Regions from separate parts of the Mus musculus genome. Here region 1 is linked to region 2. Evidence: chromatin contacts called from public promoter capture Hi-C data. All regions are on one chromosome and are shown on one strand. Each heading gives the region's core, a stretch centred on a gene start, on an enhancer-like site or on the middle of the called end of the contact. The rest is flanking DNA. Distances are from core to core; before and after follow the strand shown.

Region 1 (6,401 bases), core at 171-2,670, 230 kb before region 2:
CATTCTGCTCAGCCATATATTTCTCCCCAAGTGAGCCCAGAGCAACCTTTTTTGCTTAAAAAGGGAAAAGGAAAAATATAATGGAAGCTATTAATTTTATGTTGCAAAATAGTATCCTTGCTACAAAGGAGATTAATACATAAGTGAGTGAATGTTACTGATGGAAAATGAAGAGGTTCAACATGGTTTCTTCTGACAAAAAAGTAGCAAGTAATGACACTGTTGGGAAAGGAGTGCAGTGGTACCCCTGGTTGGAGAAGAGCAGAGAATTTTGAATAGTCCTAGAGGCTTGAGATTTGGAATTGACAGGATGTCTGAGGTTAATGGTGTTAAATTTCTCTTGGTGTAAACATGTCCTTTATGGAATGTTTTGCAATTGTGTTTGTGGGTTTGGGAAAGAATGGCTTTTCTAGGGGAGTAATGAATGACAGAAGGCAAGGAAGTTTAGTTTATTGCCATGAGTGTTATTAAAATAATGGCACAGGACCAGTAAGATGGCTCAGTGAGAGCACTTGCCTAGAGCTGATCCTAGCAACCTGAGTTCAATCGCCAGTCTCCAGGACATGCAAGATGAGAGAAGAGAACCAACTCCCTCATGTTGTCCTCTGACCTCCATACATGTGCACACACAGGCACACAGGCACGCACGCACACACACACACACACACACACACACACACACACGAATATAATTTGAGAGAGAGAGAGAGAGAGAGAGAATTGCCCATAGTCTTTTAGATGAACACGAAGATTTGAGAAAAATGTAAAGGGAGTGGGCAAGGTGGATCAGAAATAAAGAATATATATACAAGTGGCTGGAAAGTGTGAGAATTGTGGGCAAGAAACAATGATTGACAAATACAAAATAAATAGTTTTCATATATAAGGAATACAAGAGAAGGGCTGGAGAATTAGTTCAGTGATTAAGACCACTTACTGGAGACCCAAGTTTGGTTTGAAACACCTATAGCTCTGATTACACCCATCTGCAACTCTTGTTTCTGGTGATCCAGTGCCCTCTTCTGGATTCTGCTGGGACCAAAACAGGAAGAAAAAAAGTGTCATTCTCCAGGTGGGGAATCATGTCCAGTCACTGGATGCCTTCTGTACACATTGTGACTCTCCCTTGCCTGAAGTTGGTTGGTTAGCAAACTTAAATTCGTTTTGAAGGAGTTAGGGAAAGGTGGAGTACACTCAGTGCACCCCAGAGGGTGTCCCTGCCCTGTGGCAGCCCTGTCCAGCTCTAGCCCGGCGTTGAGCAAACCCAGGAGCAGAGCGTAAGTGGGCGGGGAGAAGTTTCGGGTACCATGGGCAGGGCCTGCAGCTGCTGAACCGGCCAATGAGCGCTCTCAAGAGGCTGAGCCAAGAAGGAGGCTGAGTGTGCCGCCACCACTGCCTCCCAAGTTTCCTGTAGTGGATACACCGCCCGGCTGCTCCACTCCGCTCCACCCAACATTGAGGGAGACCCGAAGAGGCCGGAGCCGAGGACTTTGGGCTGGGTTTTCTGGACAGAACCAGCAGGCGCCTACTCTGCTCTGGGTGGGGAGAGTGAGGATTCGGTGAACTATGAAGGGCCGGCGGCGGCGGCGCCGAGAGTATTGCAAGTTCACGCTGCTCTTGGCGCTGTACACGCTTTTGCTACTTCTTGTCCCCTCTGTACTGGACAGCCACAGCGAGCAGGACAAGGGCAGGAACTGCCCCGGCCTGCAGCGCAGCTTGGGTGTGTGGAGCCTGGAGGCGGCGGCGGCCGGGGAACGTGAGCAGGGCGCTGAGGTGCGGTCCCTGGCCGAAGGAAACCCGGATCGATCCCCCGGGTCCCCCGGCAACCTCAGCGCCGTCGGTGAGGCGGTGACCCAGGAAAAGCAACACATCTATGTGCATGCCACCTGGCGCACCGGCTCGTCCTTCTTGGGCGAACTCTTCAACCAGCACCCGGACGTTTTCTACTTGTACGAGCCCATGTGGCATCTGTGGCAGGCACTGTATCCGGGCGACGCGGAGAGCCTGCAGGGCGCACTAAGAGACATGCTGCGCTCCCTCTTCCGCTGTGATTTCTCTGTGCTGCGCCTGTACGCGCAGCCTGGGGACCCTGGGGAGCGAGCACCGGACTCGGCCAACCTCACCACGGCCATGCTTTTCCGCTGGCGGACCAACAAGGTCATCTGCTCGCCGCCTCTGTGCCCCGCCGCGCCCCGGGCACGCGCGGACGTGGGACTCGTCGAGGACAAAGCCTGCGAAAGTACCTGCCCGCCCGTTTCGCTCCGCGCCCTGGAGGCCGAGTGCCGCAAGTACCCGGTGGTGGTCATCAAAGACGTGCGGCTACTGGACCTGGGAGTGCTGGTCCCTCTGCTGCGTGACCCAGGCCTCAACCTAAAGGTGGTGCAACTCTTCCGAGACCCTCGGGCCGTGCACAACTCGCGCCTCAAGTCGAGGCAGGGACTGCTGCGCGAAAGCATCCAGGTGCTGCGCACGCGCCAGAGGGGCGACCACTTCCACCGGGTGCTGCTGGCGCATGGAGTGGATGCCCGTCCGGGAGGCCAGGCCCGGGCTCTGCCCTCGGCGCCACGCGCTGATTTCTTCTTAACCAGCGCGCTTGAGGTGATCTGTGAAGCGTGGCTTCGCGACCTGCTATTCACCCGCGGCGCGCCCGCCTGGCTGAGGCGTCGCTACCTGCGGCTGCGTTATGAGGACCTGGTGTGGCAGCCCCAAGCCCAGCTGCGCCGCCTGCTGCGCTTCTCTGGGTTGCGGACACTCGCCGCGCTTGATGCCTTCGCATTCAATATGACGCGGGGCTCGGCCTACGGCGCCGATCGTCCCTTCCACTTGTCTGCGCGGGACGCCCGAGAGGCTGTGCACGCCTGGCGCGAACGTCTGAGCCAAGAGCAGGTGCGCCAAGTGGAAACCGCCTGCGCCCCTGCCATGCGTCTGCTTGCCTACCCTCGAAGTGGGGACGAACGCGACAGGAAGACCGTCAGGGAAGGGGAGACACCACTGGAGACCAAGGCCAATTGGGCTGTGTAATACCCTGATCCCTGAACCCTGCCCCGGGGCGTATTCAGGTAAAGTGACACAGTATAAGGAACAGTATTTGGGGAGGGGGAATCCTGAAACAACCAGCGGGGTTCGGGGAGGGGAGTTGAAGGGTGGTTAGAGGGGTCAATGCTGTCCTGAATCACAAGCTATCAGATCACATCCAAGATCATGTCTTGTTTGATAGATTTGAGGTGCTTCAGTGAGTTCGTTCCTTACCTTCTCAGAGGAGGTCTTGGAAGTGAGAGAAGTTGTGTAAAGGTAGCTGAAGCAGCCTCCAGGTCTGCTCTCCCAGCCCCCTTTATAAGGCATCTAAAGTCCAAAGCCAGTAGAGAAAGTCTAAAGCACCCCAATGCAACTTGAGAAAGGTAACTAACATGGAGTGGAGTATAGGGTTTAGGAAGTCCTTCCAGGCATATGCCTGTTTATCCTGTGGGACAACATTTTGCCATGGTTGTCTGCTGTCAAAAGAAAAGCAAAAACAAGGTGTTGTGAAAAAGTTTGAATTTTTGCTCCTATTTATCCTTAATTTTTCTGTCTGATATTTCTTTGTCTTTCTCTTCTACAGCTCCAGGGCTCTCCTCCTGGGTACTAAGCACACAGGCACAGTAAGGCAGCTCTTGCAACACATTTGTGTGTTTCCAACCCTATTACAAACAAGTAGAACTGACATTCCTTTCCCCTGGCTTCGTGGGCCCTTTTCCCTCTTCTCTTCCCCTCTCTCAGAGGCTGACTGCTGTTTGCAGGATATCTGACCACAGGTCACAAAAGCTGCTTGATCAGCTTCCTCTGGTGCTCTAAGAAGGCTGGGCTGGGTTTTCCCCAACTTCATCATGGCATTTTTTTTTTTTTGATAGATGGGGCTTTAGACTGGCAGTTAACAATTTGTCAAGTAAACCCCTCTTTTTTTGCCATTTTCTATAAAGTGGTTGCTAAAATGGCCTCAAAAAGGCTCTCTCTATATGTGTCCAGTATTGAGTTAACAGATGGCGTGTAACACTGGGCCAAGGGAAGACTGTTCTGTATGATGCTCACCATAGGAATCTAGTCAGTGGCATGGGAATGCATTTCCCCAAACCCTGTGAATTGGAAGAGTGCCTGCTGCCTTCTGTACAGTGCAGACCAGAGGAGGAAGAAAAGCATTGCAGGAAGGCCGGAAGTGACTTAAGTTTCCATTCATTATTTTATAGTGTAATTCAGTATTCCCTGGGGATGGACTGGAGGGACAAAGGTTGAAGATGTTAATGAAGATGGATTTTTTTTTCTTTTTTCTTTTTGGTTAGTAGAGTGGTTTGGGGAAGCTGGCTAATTGAATTTGCTTCTCCCAGTAATCAAATCAGTTTTTGTAATTGCTAGGAAGTCTGTCTTCTTTCCTGATTTTCATAGAGAAGGAAAGTAAGACACAGGGTGACTCCTCATCTTAACAAAACCATCCTATTATCGTAGCCATATTTACGTAGGAAACATAATGGTTCCTAACTCACCATCACAGACTTCAAGACACTCATCTCCTGGTCAAAAGCTGTAGCATTTTATGGTTTTAAGACATGAGAATCTCCTAGAAATTTTGTTCCACAGCCTTCTCCCAATTTGTTCCAACACACTATATGATGCCTGAGGCAGGGTGATAGAGAGGAGTGTAGAGGACTTTGTACCCTAGGAAGTGCAAATGGGTGTGGGTGACAGTGACTGTGGGCAAAGATGGTGGTACTGCTGTTTGAAAGGCTTGTGCAGCTTCTCTGTAGGGCTGCAGGCACATCTAAGTAGAAGCTTTAGGCTCTAGTAAACTTTAGTGGCTGAGCTCTTCCTTCTGCATTGGACACTTAGGATCAATATATGGACATATTAAAATGTTTGTATTCTTGGCTCCTAGGCAGATAATCTTGTTATTTTTCTCAGAACCCACCACCTATTAGCTGACTTCCTTCTCACTGGCTAAAACTAGCTCACATGGCTTGCCCTATGCCAATAATTGCATAAGGGAATGGATGCATTTTGAGTGTCTCATAATAGCAGTTCTCAGTGCTGGGTGAAAGTTACAGTTGACTTCCCCTAATCTTTAGTGGGTATATTTCTAAGACTCTCAGATAATATATACCTTATATGGACCATGATATTCTCTATTGATAAATATCTATGAGAAAATGTAATTTATAAATTAAGCATATTGAAATGTTAACAGCAATAATACAATAGAATAATATAATACAAAATAATAATGCATTGTAATAAAAATTTCATCAGTGTATTGTTACTGGGCTGCCATAAGACAGGAAGTGTATATGGTGTGGATCAATGTGAATATGCTGGATAAGGGATGGTTTCCATTTCAGACAGAAAACAGCAGAACTGCATGTCAGTTCATCCTGCTACCCAGAGCAACATTGCAAAGCTTATAAATGATTTCTGCAATTTTCTATTCATATTTCTGGACTATGGCTGGCAGTAGGTAATTGGAGCCCAAGAAAAGAAAACTATATGGAAACCTTCTACCACTACTATACATCCAGCTCTGAGGAGCTTTTAGAAAAATGCCCATACCTAAGTTCTCCCCTGCTCCAGAGATGTTTTGGGAGTAGATTGGTGTTGGAGATAGAACCCATGGTCCTATACAGTCTATAAGCAGGTGCTCTACCATTGAACTTCACCCCAAGCCTAGGAGATCTGATTCATTCACTCTACCATGTGGTCCCCAGACCCAAGCATAAGGGTTTTCAAAACTCTCAAGGTAACTCTACTGTACAGCCCAAACTGCAAACCACTTGGCTTGGACCAAAGATTCATTCCCTGGGTCAGGCCACTTGCATGGGAGCAAGGTCAGAATGGGGAGTCAAGGGCTATTGATAAGCAGCAAAATGTGCCATGTTTTATGTGAAAGAACTTAAATCTATGAAGTTCTTTGCAGATAAAAGGTATTGTTATGGAAAAGGAAATTACACACATGACTGTTTATCACCTGCATGTGCCTTCAGATGTTTTGTTGTCTGTAGCTCCACATCTAAGAGTCTGTCGCTGCACAAGCACTACCTACTCCTGTTCGGAACAGCCTGATATGCTGTTCTGTCCTTCGCAGCATGTCTCCCTTTGCCTTCTACCACGGGGAAGATTCATGATGTCTTAGTTAGGGTTTCTATTGCTCTGATGAAACACCACGACTAAAAGTAAGATGGGAAGGAAAGGGCTTATTTGGCTTACACTTCCACATCACTATTCATCACTGAAGGAAACCACAAGGAATCAAACAGGACAGGGATCTGGAGGTAGGAGCTGATGTAGCCTCCATAGAGAGGTGCTGCTTATTGATTTGTTCTGCATGGCTTGCTCACCTTGCTTCCTTATAGGACCCAGAACCACAAGCCCAGCGGTGGCAC
Region 2 (6,419 bases), core at 1,018-3,517:
GAGACCCTGTCTTGAACGAAACAAAGGCCAAAGATAACTATTACTGAATTTCTATGAACATAGGATAATCCTCAGAATATATTTTTATCCCCATTTATTTTTTGTATCTTTGAACATGCATTTATGAGCCCACCAAATGTACTTCCTATTTCACATTGTTCTTTAAGGAGTGGGCTCTGAATTTTGTAAAATAAATATATTCTCATAGATTTGTATAAACATACAAAGGCAGTCTTCATTTCCAACGTGGCTCTGAGTCAATAACCTAAAATGGCAACGTACTTCAGTTCCTCACTATCTGCTAGGAAACATCTCAGTTTACCTGCTTTCCTCATGTCACTCATTTGTGACCAAATAACACAAACTACAAAGGCTCCATGAGCAGGTATGGAGGCCAAAGTCTGTCCTGAGACCTGTGCTTTCCGATAACCAACTAGGTTTATGGTTTTCTGGTTTCAAGATCTATTTAGGCCACTACTTCCATACTGGAAGATTCCTGACAGCACTAGTCCCTCATACAATTTTTCTGAAAGGGTTTGGTAGCCATAAGCCCTGGTTATTAATAACTAAACAGGAACCATAAGACCTGTAAGGCCCAGGACCAAGAGTAATTTCCACATTAAAGATTAAGCTACCTGCTTTCCATTCTCTGTCAGAGATCCCTGAATAGAAATTGAGTGGAGTATATACTGTGATGAAGTAACATGCTCTAGCTTGTGAAACAGTCCATCAGAGTCTCAGTCAGTCTCTCTCTCCCTCTCTCCCTCTCTCTCCCTCCCTCCCTTCCTCCCTGGCTCCCTCCTTCTCTCTCCACTATAGGATGCTGCTTTGAGGGAGTTAACATCTCTGAATTAAATTAAAAAGAATGCTTGGCTCTAGTTTGGAGTCCATTGGGGGTGGAGGTGACAGGAGGCACACAGAGAGAAAACAGGATGACTCAGATTGTGGCTGTTATTATCCATGTCCTAGCCTTGCCCATGTAATATGCTGTATACTACTAAATCACTAAATCCAGAAAGGATAGTGGGATCAGCCCATCCTTAACAAAAGAGGACTGACTCCAAGATTAAAACCATCACTTTTCTCTCCACGAACTCAGAAATGTATGTTATATTTTAGGGTTATAAGAGCTACCCTTGACTTGCAAAAGGCATAACTTCCCAATGAGACATAAGGGTACCTGTCTCTAGTTAGGCCTGACATTGTGGTGTCATCAGTCTGGGTCCTAAACCACGCTCATCTTTCTCTGTATTCCTCATTGCACTTTATTAACAAGAAATGAAAGAACACAAACATCAGAAGTGGGCACCAACCTGCGATGACCACCATGAGCAACCCAAGTCAAGATTTACATTCAGCCCTCTTTCTCACGCTCTGTGGCCTGTCCCCTGGGGTGGCACAGCTCCCTGGGAAATCCCCCAATACCTTTTGCAGATCTAAACTGGGGCGGGGAGTGGGGAATCAATGCTGATGGAGAGCAGCACAACCGAGATAAAATGAAGCAAAGGGATCAAGGAGCCACCTCTGTATCTTTCATCTTAGTTCCTAGTAAAGAAACGTCGAAACGGGAACACCCCCCCCCCCACACACACACACACACACACACACACAAAATGCTTTTTAACCGTTGCAGAAAGCCAGAAAAATGCAGACAGTTGACCTTGGAAACCCACAGCGTCTCAGCGGGAAACGCAAATGAAGAAACTCATTTGGAAGTGAAGCAGGAGCACTGCGCGGCACCGGGAGGAGTACGGCCAGCTGCCCTAGGGACCTGGGCCGTGGCAGTAGCAGGGGACTCACCATAAATCATGGCCAGCCCGGTCTCATGAAGGAAACGCACCCGGCGGTGCTTGAAAAGCCAGATGGTGAGGATGGTGAGGGTGAGCAGCAGGATGAAGGTGAGCAGGCTCACGCTGTCCTGCCGGTGGCTCTCCTCCGCCTCCTTCTCGGTGGCAAGCTCCTCCATGGCGCTGCTGTCCTCAGCCGCCGCCCCAGAGGAGGCCGCGGCCCCAGCCCGCAGCCCCCGACCCAGCAGCACAGGCAACAGTGGCAGCAGCAGCAGCCGCGGCGACAGCCCCCGAAAAGCTCTCCCGGGACCCGGGCGCGCCGCGTCACTAGGCTCCATGACTCCGGGTCGCCCGTGCCTCTTCCACGCGGGGACCAGCTCGCGCCGTCGGCAGCTTCCAGCGGTGCCGCGGACTTACCCCGGTGGCCACAGCCGCAGCTCCTCCTCCCGCTGCTCGCGCCTGGCCAGGGCTGCGCCAAGCTGCGGGGGAGGGGCACGCGCAGTGCGCAGGATCCCCAAGCGCCACCCCCCGCCCGCGCACCTGTTCATCCCCCGCCTAGAGGAGCAGCAAGGCCACCAGGCTGGCTGTCCGGGCGGGGCGAGCTCTATCCTCCCTCTGCCAGGAGGGCGGCTAGCCCTTCCACTGCGCCACCGAGCTGCTGGCCGTGTCCAAGCGTACCTGGTCAGACTGTCTGGGGTCGGCAAGCCAGTTCCTGAGTTGTAGCTACCACGTCACCTAAAAGAGATGGCAGAGGTCATTCGCTCCTGGCAAGGGACATCAACTTGGATCAATTCATTGCTAGGTCTCCAGACCTGTCCTTAGCGCCACGCTCAGAGTTTGAAGTCACAGGGGTCTGTGGCCTCTCTGAGCCCAGTAAAGTGGGGGTACCCAGGAGTTACAAAGTCATGTCACTGTCTATACACACGGACGCGCGCGCACACACACACACACACATACACACCACCTACTTCAATTTTTCTCACCTTTCGGGCTGTATCCAGAGTTTCAGAACTCCCCAGAGTCTTTTAGGCATTATTCAAATAAACTGTGTTCAAGTCAGCTTCAGGGTTGTAAGGGCAATTCGTGAGAGCCATGAAATAAATACCTCCAGCATCTAGATTGCAACTAATCCCCTTGGGGAAAGAGGGTTGAATTAGAGAGAACTAAAGACTCTTGCCATTTTGTGTAGAAGAGCTGCAGATGGTGTACCAAGGGTACCCTTTTAATGCTGTCTTCCTGTTAACTTTGAAAACAAGGGGGGGGGGGCTTTAGTTAAGCTTTTAGGATCAAGCCCAGCTCCGAATTAGGACAAGGTCTTCAGAAGACAAAAGCTTTTGGAAGAAATTCTAATAACTAGAATAGTTATTCTCTAGACTAACTAGAGCAACCACCTTGTTTCTCAAGTCAAGGAAGAAAAGAAAGCTTAATATGATCAGTCACCTCCTGATGTTGAGCATTCTATTTGCTGAATCTCTCTCTGAGATCCCTACCAACTGCCCATGCTTTTTTGGCCAGAGGAGTTTTTACAGTCAGGAGAATTCACTGAAGGACACAGGGAAACTCTTCAGAACATACCTACATCCTCTCTAGGTGAACATTTAGACAAAACTGCATAGTACCTTCTTCACACCATGGAATCTCTTCATCTTGATTTTAGCCAGGATCTTTTGCTACTCCTCCACAAATATATGAGACACTGCAAACAAGAACCACCTCACTGTGCATAGTTCATGCCTCAAACTGAGATAATGAAATATTTGGACCTATTTTAATTGACCATGCTATTTGAAAATGGTTTCTTCTAACAGCAGACAACCAGAAGACTAATTCTCACATAAAGTAGTTGACTTGGGAAGAGCATGAAAAGTCTCACCCACCTATTCATAAATATATACCGAAGAAAACACACTGTTATCCACACATAGTTATATTTGCAAACTATCTTATGCAACCCAAAGGTTCTGATTCCAATTAACACAGACTAATCCACTCAACTGATTTTCCCCAGGTATGGTGTCTCTATGCCTATAATCACAGCTACTCCAGAGGCTGAGGTGAGAGGAATTGAATTAGGGAGTTCAAGGTTAGCCTGGGCAACATAACAAGATTTACCTGACCATCCCAAAACAAACGTGAGCAAACTACATAGAGAGGCCATTAAATATTCTGAAAAGAAAATGGTGACGGCTCACTTCATGAAGAACAGCAGAACTAAAGCAAATCAGGATTAGCAGTGAATTCACCATTCATTTTTTCTTCCAGTCTTCACCAAAATAGACTCAAGCCAACCTAGAAGGGTGAATTGATATAGACAAAGAGAGCTCCAGAAAGAGGAGGAAATAGGTCTCCTAATGCTCAGAGAACATAGAAGAAATGCCATTTGATTTCTTCCTTTGTGATCTTGTACACTGTGGCAGCTGCACAGTGATGGAAGCAGTCAGACTGCCAGGAGTGGGGACAATCTTCCCCTCTGGTTAGAGGGACTTTGGTCCAAGACAGTGGATGCCATTCCCCAAAGCTTCATATCTCTCTCTCTCTCTCTCTCTCTCTCTCTCTCTCTCTCTCTCTCTCCCTGTCCTACCCGCTTCCTCCTTCCCTCCCTCTTCATTTGTCTCCACTCCTGCTGCTTGGAGACAAAGTTAAAAGAAGTTAATAGCAGACTTCTAATCAAGACTTCTATTTTTCTCTAATAAACCCCAGGGACTTCAAATTACCAGAGAGACTGTGGAAGAGAAGCTCAAAGGAAAAGTTGTTTGGGAATTCCTAAATTCACTCTAACCTGAATGCTGGTAAAATTGTGTGTATGATCCCAGTACTTAGGGGACAGAGGCAGGAATATACTGAGATTAAGACTTGCCTGGGTTATATAGCAAGTTCAGGTCATGCTGGGATATTCAACAAGACACTGAGTCAAAAACCAAATGAACAAATAAAAATATAAAACATATAGTTTTGCATAATTTTCAAAAATGTAGTTAGCTTTGGCAGTGCAATCCACAAAGTGCAAGTCAGAATTTGTGGTCTAAACAAAACCATTTTGATTACAAGTTAAAACAAAAATGAAAATATAACATAAAACTTTAAATATTCAACTTTTTTGTTTTGTTTTTTGGAGACAGGGTTTGTCTTGGAACTCACTCTGTAGACCAGGCTGGCCTCAAACTCAGAGATCTTCCTGTCTCTGCCTCTCAAATGCTGGGATTAAAGGCATGCACCACACAGCAAATGTCTAAAAATCTAAGCTAAATTTTTCAGCACCTAAAAAAAACATGAAACTCCCAAATCATATGGGAAAGGGCAATTAATAGACACCAATTCTAAGGTGAAGAAGATGTGGAATCACCTCAAAAAAGGTTGAAAAAAATATTATAAAATTCCAACGACAGATGCTCTTTATTATTTATTTATGTATTTATTTATTCTTCTTGACAAATAATCTTTTTAAAGATTTATTCATTTTATTTTATGTATATGAGTATACTGTAGCTGTACAGATGGTTGTGAGCCTTCATGTGGTTGTTGGGAATTGAATTTTTAGGACCTCTGCTCACTCCGGTCAGTCCTGCTCGCTCCAACCCAAAGATTTATTTATTATTACACATAAGTACACTGTAGCTGTCTTCAGATGCACCAGAAGGAGGTGTCAGATCTCATTATGGGTGGTTGTGAGCCACCATGTGGTTGCTGGGATTTGAACTCAGGACCTATGGAAAAGCAGTCAGTGCTCTTCAGTGATCTGCAGCCATCCCCCCAGCCTGACAAATACTCTTTAAATAAATGCAAATATTAAAAGTTTCAACAAAAGCCTGGCATTGGTGGCACATCTCTTTCATTCCAGCCCTCAGGAGATAGAGGTAGGCAGGTCTCTGTGAATTCAAGACCAGCCTGGTCTACAAAGCGAGTTCTAGGACAGCCAAGGCTACACACACTCACACACACACACAACTGTAGCCTTCAGCAAAGAAGTAAGAAATAATAGAAGGATTGAAATTTTAAGACTGAAATATACAATAACTGAAATTTTAAAAGGGTTTCGATGGGTACTACAGAAGAGTGCTTTGAAAGAGTAAATACGTTTAATGACAGAACAGTAAACATTAGTTAAGCTGAACCAGAAAGAGGAAAAAGATGAAAAATAAATACACAAAGCCATGCTGATCTGTAGGATAATACAATACAATCTAGCATATGTGTCTTTAGAGATTCTGAAGGAGACAGAAAATAATGTCTAGAAAAAACATGTGAAGGTATAATAACTAAAAGTATTCCAAATTAAACAAGAACCTGCCAGATTTAGGACCTCTTCAAACAAGATAATTCTTAAGGATGTCCAGTATATTCAATGTGTGAAAAGAAACGCAAGATAGCTTTTCAAACAGAAAGATAAAAATAATGCTATGTACAGTAACAACAATTTAAATGCTTATGGAATTCTCATTAGAAAATGTAAATAATTTTAAAGTGATCAAAGGACTATCATTCCAAAGAAATATATCCAGCATGGTGTTTTCAAAGTGAAGAAATTATACCAAGATGGCATAATCTTCTAGAAAGCATAAGGTAAACACTTCTCATTTTTAGAGGTTACCATTACACTGATGTCAAAATCAAATGGAAAACAGAAGAAGAGAA

Evidence for each region. Promoter capture Hi-C pulls out the DNA fragments that hold promoters and counts their contacts.
Region 1: a promoter capture Hi-C map of pre-B cells shows a contact between it and region 2. The contact joins the promoter of Chst7 here to the promoter of Slc9a7 in region 2. A contact is called at or near these places in 18 of 39 promoter capture datasets (the 3T3-L1 cell line, 3T3-L1-derived adipocytes, the C10 cell line and 9 more), 2 of 484 Hi-C or Micro-C datasets (both in embryonic stem cells), 5 of 115 datasets of contacts at active chromatin or transcription factors (astrocytes, embryonic forebrain, embryonic stem cells and 1 more) and 2 of 9 other capture datasets (adipose tissue and macrophages).

Annotation. Positions count from the first base shown.
Region 1 is chrX:20,058,150-20,064,550 of GRCm38.p6, forward strand. It overlaps Chst7 (carbohydrate (N-acetylglucosamino) sulfotransferase 7), which reads left to right and starts at 1,421. Exons shown (of 2, transcript NM_021715.1): 1 at 1,421-3,059. The coding sequence starts at 1,567. The coding sequence ends at 3,021.
Region 2 is chrX:20,289,560-20,295,978 of GRCm38.p6, forward strand. Slc9a7 (solute carrier family 9 (sodium/hydrogen exchanger), member 7) reads right to left here and starts at 2,268. Exons shown (of 17, transcript NM_177353.4): 1 at 1,801-2,268. The coding sequence starts at 2,125.